2 separate regions of the Hordeum vulgare genome follow, and region 1 is linked to region 2. A link is a contact called in public Hi-C data. All regions are on one chromosome and are shown on one strand. The core of a region is the stretch at or near the end of the contact, and the rest is flanking DNA. Distances in the headings are between cores, read along the strand shown.

Region 1 (5,209 bases), core at 1,376-3,875, 160 kb after region 2:
TTAGCCTGGACAGGTACACAATTGCTAAAGTCACATAGATAATAGAAGGGAAAATACTAGCAGATGAAGAAGATGAAGATGAAGCTTCAAATGGAGAATTAGAAGAGGAACACTTACATTATGAGGGTAACACTTAGGTTGAGGATTTGTTTGAGGGGGGGTGAGGATGAGGAGGAGGAGGTGAATGTTGTTGCAGCAGAAGAACCACCCATGCAACAACTTGCAAGGAAAAGGCAGAAGCTGCCAGTTAGGAGAGGGGCCACCACCAGGTCACACTCTAGTGTTTTAGAGGAGGTGAAACCTGATTTCACTCCTTCATCGGATGAAGAAGATCATGAGTTGCTGTTTGACAGTGAGGTTGATGATGGACATGAGTCACCAGCCTTTGTCCTACATACAAGCAATAAGAGTAGGGCCAAGAAAACAAAACCTAGAATATGGTACAATGAAAAACTTGAGCAACCACATCACCAGTGTGTATGTCAATGTGCTTTAAGAATCGGCAGCAATTCAGAGAAGCATTGTTGAGCTTGCACATTACACATGCAAGGAATTTCAGGTACCACAGAAACTCACACAAAAGGATCATTGCATGTTGCAAACAAGAGAAGTGCAAATTCTGCATAGTTGCTGCACTTATCAAAGGGGAAAATACATTTGCTATTAAGAAGATGAGACTGCAGCACACTCGCCATACGAGTACGGAGTTATCTTGGGTTAGTACAAAGTGGCTTGCAAAGACCAATGAGTCATTGTTCAGATATGATCCAAGCACTAGCATAACCACTCTGATTGACAGCTGCCAAGAGAATTATGGTGTTGATGTGCCCAGGCACATGGCCTATAGGGCCAAGAACCTTGATGTGGAAGTTGTATTAGGAGAACACATGCGACAGTATCCTAGGCTTAGGGACTATGCTCAAACCATTATGGATACAATCCCTGGAAGTAGAGTTGTTGTGGCAACAATTACTCCAAAAGCTATAACAAATAGACCACATCATGGGCCAAGGTTTCATGCTATGTTCTTCTGCATAACTGGACCAATAGAGGGATTTCTCAATGGATACATGTCATTCATTGGGTAGTGACATGTTTATTTCCTTTATATACAATGCTTGTAGATCACACCATGTGAATGATACATATTTACTTAAAAGTTTGCTTGTTTCAATAAATAGGTGTTAATGGATGCTTTATTAAGATGAATATTTGTGCTCAAATCTTAGCTGTCGCTGGGAGAGATGGAAATAATAACATATTCCCATTAGCATTTGTTATGGTTGGACAACAGGACACAACAAACCGTTGTTGGTTTCTACACCAACTCAAGATATGTATGAGAGGTGAATATGGAAAATATGACCGTTACACAATCATGTCTCATAGACAGAAGGTATGCATGCATATTCCTATTTATATTTATGTTGTATCATCAATACTCTAGTAGCTTAGTATATTATATTATATGAATAGGGGCTACTAAATGCAGTAAATCAAGTCTTTCTAAACTACCATCAAAGAATTTGCAGCATCACCACGGTGAAAGGGAAGGCGGGCTCGCGGGCTTCGAAAGAGGGGGGGGGGTGGGGGGAGCGAACGGGGTCGAACCATCATCACGATGACAACAACGACGACGGTTAATTGCCCTTTAATAATAGAGATTTAGAAAGACGTGTTGTCCAAAAGAATGGTGGCCGCCCGCCAGCTCGGGTATAATTTCTGAAAAGTAGTGCCTGCCATCGTGAACCACATGGCTCTTTACATGTACTTCATGCACTCTGAATTAATAGTGCATGACAAAACAAATCAACACAATCACATGTATGAGAGTTAATGATGTGGGACAAAACAAAATCCCGGTAACGGTCGATACAAGCGCACGTGCCAAAATAATCATGCAAGCTGTCTTCTACAACGAAAATCGTAAATGAGGGCATATACATGGATATTCCGTCGACCTGAAAACGAGACTTTATGCCGCGTTAGAGGGAGTAAATATACACACCACAAATCCCAAAAATTCTATGTCCTCGCATGGCTCTCATACGATAACCATAGGTTTATATGTTTTGCAGGATGATCACATGCCCATTTTCATTTTAGAGAAACACGATACAAAGGCAGGCACTCACTTGTTTGGGATATACACGTAGTACTAAAATTTCCTCTTTGTTATGTGTGACGTGGTAGAGATGTGCCCAAGTGAACGTCGTTCCGGAATCGCAGAGCAACGGAGGCGACGGCCGGCCGGGAGCAAGGATGGAACGGACACGGCAAACCAGCGGGACGGAGCGGAACGGCCATCGGTGAGCGAAAAGCGGGGAGAAAAGAAAAGAAAAGAGAGCCGTGAGAAAGAAAGTTGCTTCTTTTATTACCGGCCCGTCCCCCCGGCGTCACGGCTGCATCTCCCTCGGCTCAGAGCAGAGCTCCCTGGCCTCCGTCTCTCCCCGTCCCTTGGCCTCCCCCGCGCCTATAAAAAACACTCGCCTCCCTCCAATCCCTCTTCCCCGACCCGATCGATCCCACCCCCACCCCACCCCACCCCGCGAGCCTCATACGGCGACAATCACCGACGCCGACCGATCCGCCCGCCGCGCGGACCGCAGGGCGAGCTAGCCTCGCGTTTCCAGCCGGCCAGAGCGCGCGATGCGTCCGGGCGGGCCGCCGAACGCGCGCCCGGGGCTGCAGCCGCAGCAGCCGGGCACGCCGGGGCGTGCGCGGCGCCGGCCGGATCTCACGCTGCCTCTGCCGCAGCGCGACCTGACGTCGCTCGCCGTGCCGCTGCCGCTTCCCCCGCCCCCGTCCTCCGCGCCGTCGTCCTCGGGCTCGGGGTCGGGGTCCGGCGGGGCGTCGTCCATGCCCATGCCCATGTCCATGACCCCGCCCAACTCGGCCGGCTCCGCGCCGCCCGCGCCCCCGCCGCTGGACGAGCTGGAGCGCGTGCGCCGCGTCGGGAGCGGCGCCGGCGGGACGGTGTGGCTGGTTCGGCACGCGCCCACGGGCCGCGCCTACGCGCTCAAGGTGCTCTACGGGCACCACGACGAGGCCGTCCGGCGGCAGATCACGCGGGAGATCGCCATCCTGCGCACCGCGGAGCACCCGTCCATCGTGCGGTGCCACGGCATGTACGAGCAGGCCGGCGAGCTGCAGATCCTGCTCGAGTACATGGACGGCGGGTCCCTGGACGGGCGGCGCATCGCGTCCGAGGTGTTCCTGGCGGACGTGGCGCGGCAGGTGCTGTCCGGCATCGCCTACCTCCACCGGCGCCACATCGTGCACCGCGACATCAAGCCCTCCAACCTCCTCATCGACTCGGGGCGGCGCGTGAAGATCGCCGACTTCGGGGTGGGGCGCATCCTGAACCAGACCATGGACCCCTGCAACTCCTCCGTGGGCACCATCGCCTACATGAGCCCCGAGCGCATCAACACCGACCTCAACGACGGCAACTACAACGGCTACGCCGGCGACATCTGGAGCTTCGGCCTCAGCATTCTCGAGTTCTACCTGGGCCGCTTCCCCCTCGGGGAGAACCTGGGGAAGCAGGGCGACTGGGCGGCCCTCATGTGCGCCATCTGCTACTCCGAGTCGCCGGCGGCCCCGCCCACCGCGTCCCCGGAGCTGAGGAGCTTCATCAGCTGCTGCCTCCAGAAGAACCCGGCGAAGCGGCCGTCGGCGGCGCAGCTGCTGCAGCACCGGTTCATCGCCTCGCCGCCGCAGCAGCAGCCGCAGGTCCTCGCCGCCCCGCCGTGCTAACGGCCCGCCATAATAAATCAAGTTGGGATGGATCGTTGGACGGACGGTGGCCGGCGGCGAGACGTGGGATCTACGAGGAGCGGTGATCTTGATCGATCTTTCTTTCTTTCTTCCTCGTAGCCATTTTGGGTACTGATGAAGCCGGCACCACAAATTTACCCCATCCCTCCGCTCCCCTCCCCTGTTGTTGCTGTCGCTCCCGAAATTAAGCTCAAGCTTTTCTTTAGTTTCTGTTAATGTCAATTAAATGTTCCCTCCCCCCAAATGATTCTGATTCTACTTCTTCTGATGATGATATAACATGGGCTGTTGAGAATGCAATTTCTTGTTCCAAATTTGATGATGGGATGACGGCAGGAGAAGCTTCTTGGACGCCGAGGTGGATTCGGCCGGATCACCACCACCACCACGGACATATAAAAACGCAAGAAATTTTGAAGCGGGTGGGGGGGACCAGACCAAACCCAACAAACTTTAAATCAATCATCAGAACACTGCCTCTCCCTCTCCCCGATTGCTTCCTCCTCTGGCGTTCTTGGTGAATCCGAATCGCATCGGGCTTCCTCCCTCCTCCTCTTTATTCCCCTGAAAAAGACGGGCATAGATAGCCCGCAAGCAATCATGCAACACGCATCGCAGCAGCGGCAATAATGGCGGCGTCCATCCACAAATATTCCGGCACCGTCGGCTCCTTTTTCCTCCCTCCCTCACTCCTTTCGTTTCGGAGGGCCCTACCCGGTGGCTTTGGATGCTTGGATTTGGGCTGGATTCCGGTGGTCGTTTTTTGAGGGTTAATTCCTCCGCGATGGCGAGTAAAGGGGAGCGTACGAGAGTGTGGAAGCGGGGAGAGGGACCCGTGCTCGGAATGGCATGGAAATGGATAGATTTGTAGGCCTTCGAAAGGGGCGGCGCGCAGAAAAGGAGTGGCGAGGCGAGCTCCATCCCCCATTAATGGAGGCAGCGCATGTGGCGTGGAGCTTTCCTTCCTTCGTGCTTGTTGGTACGTTACGTACTCGCTGTACGTACGTTTCCCATTAACTCCCGACGCTGGATGGCCGGGAATATGCACGTAAAGTAAATAGTGCGCTGGGTGCTGCATCCTGCAGTAAGTGGAGACACGCTTCTTCTCGTGGACACCCATGCATTGTCCACTGTCACGCCAACTCCAACGCATCCCAAATTAACTACCGTTTTGTTCCAATTTTATCCGTGCCGATATAACAATGGGTCGGCGTCCGTCATTTTTTTTACCGTTTTCTTCCAATTTTATCCGTGCCGATATAACAATGGGTCGGCGTCCGTCATTTTTTTTACCGTTTTCTTCCAATTTTATCCGTGCCGATATAACAATGGGTCGCATTCCCATTTTTTTCAGCGCGTGGACACATTTGATCCGTCACGACTGACTTTTTTTGCCACATTTGTTTTATTTTAACAATAATATTTTGAT
Region 2 (5,344 bases), core at 2,093-4,592:
CAGGGATGGTGGAATTACCTTGTCCTGCACTTAAGGTGCTTCCGTCGGCGTTTATCGATGACGTGGTGACAGCAACAACGATAGAGAGAGGTGTGGTGGCGGCGGTGTTTTCCGTAAACACTGCGATAATCCTAGATCGGAAGGGATGTCGGTGTAGTGTCTGACGACGCGGTGAATCTCGTACCGTGCGTCCCGGCCTCCACCTTTTTTATTTATAGCACATGCAAGAGTTTGTTGGGCCTCCTTCAGCTGACAATCCAACCCAGTTAACAACAAGTAATCTGTACAGAAAGTAATATGTACATGTCTACACGAGACCACCGACTCCTCCGAAAGGAAATAGATCGACCCCTCCCATCTCTTCGTTTCTCAAAAGTGTGTGGCGGAGGGAGTTGGAGGGGATTGAGGGGAGACGGCGAGTGAAGGAACTGGGCGACCAGAGGCTGGCTGCTGGCCGGCGGCCAGCGAGGGGCGCAGTCTACTCGTCCCATCCTTCCTCTCTGTGAGCAATTCCTTCGGTAAAAGATTGCATGCTATATAACTAATCTGGGCTACTCAGGATTGATATGACTAGATGATGAGATTGCTTATTAAATAAGTGAACATGTTCCTTCGGATATTTAGGGGATTTTCCATTAAGGATTGATATGAATATATGAACTTGTTGTGGAGGCCTATAGCCTGTAGGCGTACGTGCCGATTTCTCTGTTTCATCAGCTTGTACGTGCCCTCAAAGGGAATGTTGTTCATGTGGTGATCTTGTACACTATAAAGAAAAAAAATGGCTGTTGGAAATTATAGAAACGGTAACTATGTAAGACGTCGCAACCTGCAATATTTCTACCTCCTGGTTGCCTCATAAGATGCAAATTTATTGATGTGTGATTTGTGGTTTTTCTGCTCGTGTAAGGGGAAGAAATAGTATATCACTGATTCCATTTTACTTAACTGTAGACTTCATATTTGATAATACATATATGCAGCTCGTGGTAGCTCGTTTTCTAATTTGATTGTGTGACAATCACGTTCATGGACATGACGAATCCTCTACTTATCTAAACAAGGCCAACTTTATGATGGACATGGAAGTTATTCAAGGCAATTGATGCTAACAATATTATTGGAATATTTATTGTAATGTAGTCGGTATGTTCTTCACAGCATTGTCCGTATGTTCCACCTGACCATCTCTATTCTTGCAAGCTTTCAATTTTGAATATATTCACATTTCATAAATAAGTTTATTTTAATCACAAATTCATTTTTTATGTTGTAGTGTCTTCTAGGACTTTGGCAACGTGGTGAGTTTGCCTTTGTGCAAAGCTCATTATGTCTGTTTTTCGCAAAGTTTAACAAGTGAGAGATGCTTTTGACCGTGGCAAAAAATGTTAAGTGAGAGATGCTTTTGACCGTGGTGGAAGAAATTGCACAATGACACCTGGTATGAATAGCTTTACTTTAGATTACACTTCTTGTAGTGCTTATGTTTTAACTTTATTTTTAATGTGGATTTGTTGTTTGAAAGATTGATGTTATATTATACGTTATGTATCTGAATACCCGAATTTTCATTTTCTAGATTATAGAGTTAGACTCAACTTGCCCAGGCTCCAAAAAAGTTCGGGCTCCGCCACTGCCCCAGCAATCATAATGGGTTGGACGCATCAGATTAGGACCCATGGATCAAGGGTCCGGTGGGTCGTTGGGTCCATGCGGAAGAGATCAACCTAACAATGTTTTCCATGTTGATTTTACCCATCGGTTTAAATCAAATCTCACGGCGAGGTAAAGTATCATGTGTTTAGTGAGGCGAGCTTGCCGATACACGAATAAATTTTGTGACTGATGGATGGCGTAGAGCCATAGAGCCTCATCTGTCGGCCGGGTGAGGTGAAGGTACCCTCGTGCGTGCCAATTGCAAGCTCCTTTTCTCCCGATGTCAGCGTGGGGTTAACTGAATTACTGTGCCGGAACCCCACGCCTCGGTGTCTCACTCCGCATTGGTTTTATTTATATCCCCACGCCATGTCGTCGTCGGCGAGCGGCTTCGTGCGCTGAACCTTGCCGACGCCCGATCAGCCCGGCCCCGCGCGCGCCCCGCAAGTGCAGCAATGCAACAAAAACCGCCGTACGTGCGCCCACGCAGCGCACGGCGGCGCACGGCTCCAGGGCTCGCCGCCCCGTCCATCCAGCCAGCCGTCTCGCCCGTCGGTACGTCGCCGTGGATCGCAGGGCAGCCGCCGACTGATCGACCTCGACTAGGCGGCATCAAATCGGAAAAGGCGTCCGGCTCCGTGTCGGCATCGCATATGTAGGTGACGCCCGGCCACTCTCATCCTTGTCCCTGGATCGGGGCCCCTCCGTCACGGTTCACGACACGACGCCACGGCCGTCGCCGTCGTCCACGACGCCCCGTGCGTCTGCGATGTGGCCGCCCGCTCACCGAAGCCGGGAGACAGACGTACGCCTGCCGATGCGCGGGACGCACGCACGCACGCACGCACCGGACACGCCGCCCAGAAGCGACGGACATGGACAGGGCGTACGTGCGTACTAGAGTTTTTAATTTGTTTCGCCGCTCCATGGGCTGGAAGGATGCACGCACGGCCGTTCCGGCCGGCCATCACCGGAGCAGCGCCTAAGTACGTAGCGTGCTGCCGAGGCGAGCGAGTGACGGACCGGTGAGGTGATGCCAGCGTCGCGCTCGCGCCCTTCATCACCCTTCCCTACGTCGGCAGCAAGCCTCCATCATCGCCGCTGGAATTTGCCGTCACGACAGCTACATTTCTTTAGCACAATCGCGACAGTTACATGCATGTATGTAGGCGCATTTACTTTCTCCTTGTTTAATCGGCAATTTCCCTTTTATTCCAGGGCATGGAAAACGGCCTTTCGATCGGGACGCATGAAAGGAGATTTTGTTTTGTTTCACGACAGCTCGTGGTTGTGGGTCCTTGAGTTTTAAAAAACTGCTGCGAATATGATCTTGTGTGAAAAGATTATGTCATGACGACGAATCGCGGGTGGAGCTGCTGCCTCATTGACGCCGATAGCTAGATATATGCATGATAATTCGCATACGTACATACGCCGAAAGCTAACGGAACCAATTGCCCTGCCACTAGCCAGCTCTTATCAACATCCATAAAGCATGTGGCAAAAACACCCATAAAGCATGTGGTAAAAGGTTATTATCCTGCCAATTTTATCCATTTGCACGGACGGCATCATGAGCTAAAGTTTTTTGGAGCATCTCGATTTGTTACGGTATTCGTCGCCATCGGAACGCCGCCGTGGATCGCAGGGCAGAACCACGGACTGATCGACCTCGACTGGCGGGTGGCGAGCATTGAACTGGAAACGGCGCCTGGTTCCGCGTCGGCATCGACCGCACGTAGTACGTAGGTGCCCTTCATCACTCGCCCGACATCGGCAAGAAAATGCTGTCAATTGAATTACCTTCTCCTCTGTCGAATGCGTGAAGCTGCAACGAAACTGAAAAATGAACAATGAGAGGGCGACAGTATAACAAACCAAAACATATTCCCTTTTTTCTTTCGGGGCATGGAAAGCAACCTTCCGATCACGACGCATGGATGAAGTTTTCTGTTTTTATTCTACAGCAAGCCTTGTGGGCCGGGCCTTGAAATTTTAAAATTGTTGCGGATATGATCTTTGTACGAGAAGATTATGTAATGACGACGAATAATCACGGGGAGGGAGTTGCTAGTTCATTGATTGACGTCGATAGCTAGTTATGCATGATAATGTGCATACACATATGCCGAAAGCTACTACAACCAGTTGCCATGCCACTAGCCAGATCTTATCAACACTCTTAAAGCATGCGGTAAAAAGGTTATCATCAGGCGGCGGCAACAGGAGCTACTGATTTTCTAGGGTGATTGTTATGCTCAACGAGGTACGTCCCCACAGAAGCACAGCCGCATTAGAGATATGATATCCTCACCCGTCTACTTGCATCTTCTTCAGTATTTTCTCCCGTGAACGTGGATGTATCGTATGTATATGGTTCCCAAGTCACTGGTTTTGGTTTGGAAGACGGGCTACGTACCCGCCGGCGGTTTTGCTCGCCATGCTGTCGCTGTTCCACGATGCTGGCTGACTGCGTGCATAACAACCCATTTTCTGATGATTGATGGAATCATGAGAGGAACGAGTTCGTCATTTATAATTTGCCGAAGAAACGTTATCGTGAGAGGAACCGGACACCGAGCGAGCTGTGCATATCTTGTTTAGACGGACGTACATGTATTGTCAACCCTGATGGTCACTCCTCCGCGTGCGGTTAGACGATGTCACGATCGGATATCCGCCGGCGCCCCCACTGCCACGAGGCGTGCTATCCCGATCGGTGGTGTGGAGTCTGAGCGCTCTTTCGGCTGGGATCATGATCCTTGCATGGTTTTTCTTTTGCGATTTGTTGCAGGGCATGAATGCATGCACCTGCCTTTGTCATCGACGTCTCATCTTGTATGCATTTGCACTGCACCAGCCGGCCGGCGTGGTAAGCCGCCGGGACCCAAAATAAAAAAGCGTTCAAATCAGCACATCTTGATGGCTGATGCTCGACCAAGTATAACAGCATCTTCACGAGGCGCCTAAAAAGCCTCACACGCTAAAACTCATCATTTTTTCGCATACGAGACAAAAGAAAAATAGCGTTCTAACAGATGTTGTAAAATATAACATGATCAAAAAACTTTAGCGTTAAAGCGTTATCCTGGAAAGCAACTAGTTAGTGAACACTCCTTCGAAAGCCTCGCAGCGATCACTCTCGCGCGTCGTCATTGGGCGCGTTCTCAACCTGCGCCACGTATAGCACTCTGAACGTTCCCTTCGTATATTTCTTTTTTAATTTTTCGCAGGTTTTTTCGGCATTTTAGAGTGATTTTTTCCGAGTTTTTTACGCACGGCCGTGCCTCTAGGAAAGGGTAAAAACACGTTTTCTGCCCTTTTTTTTCGTGAAAGGCACGGTTTTTCTATCGCGAGAGGCACGGCCGTGCCTTTCGAAAAGAAAAAAAAAACGTGTTTTCTCTTCTCACTCTTTTTTCCGCGAGAGGCAGGTTTTGCTATCACGAGATGCACGGCCGTGTCTCTCGGAAAGAGGAAAAACGCATTTTCTGCTCTCTTTTTTCCCGCGAGAGGCACGATTTTGCTATAGCGAGAGGCACGACCATGACTTTCGAAAAGAAAAAAAATGCGTTTTCTGCTCTTTCTTTTTTCTGCGAGAATCATGGTTTTGCTTCCGCAGGCACGGTTTTGGTATCGCGAGGTCGTGCCTCTCGAAAAGGGGGGAAACGTGTTTCTGCTTTTTTTTTCG

What was found. A called contact is a pair of places that touch in the nucleus more often than the background predicts.
Region 1: a contact with region 2 is called in a Hi-C map of leaf, with 6 times the contacts expected there. The contact joins the promoter of LOC123401618 here to the enhancer-like site in region 2. A contact is called at or near these places in 4 of 6 Hi-C or Micro-C datasets (leaf and seedling) and 1 of 1 datasets of contacts at active chromatin or transcription factors (embryo).

The regions. Positions count from the first base shown.
Region 1 is chr6H:532,670,266-532,675,474 of MorexV3_pseudomolecules_assembly, forward strand. It overlaps LOC123401618 (mitogen-activated protein kinase kinase 5-like), which reads left to right and starts at 2,626. Exons shown (of 1, transcript XM_045095454.1): 1 at 2,626-4,080. The coding sequence starts at 2,650. The coding sequence ends at 3,759.
Region 2 is chr6H:532,506,364-532,511,707 of MorexV3_pseudomolecules_assembly, forward strand. No RefSeq gene overlaps it. Among protein-coding and RNA genes, the nearest start is that of LOC123401607, 11 kb to the left of the region's middle. Within about 2 kb of position 3,343, at least 1 of the 3 cell types and tissues checked has open chromatin away from gene starts, as enhancers often do. A contact at or near this core is called in leaf, where this site is marked.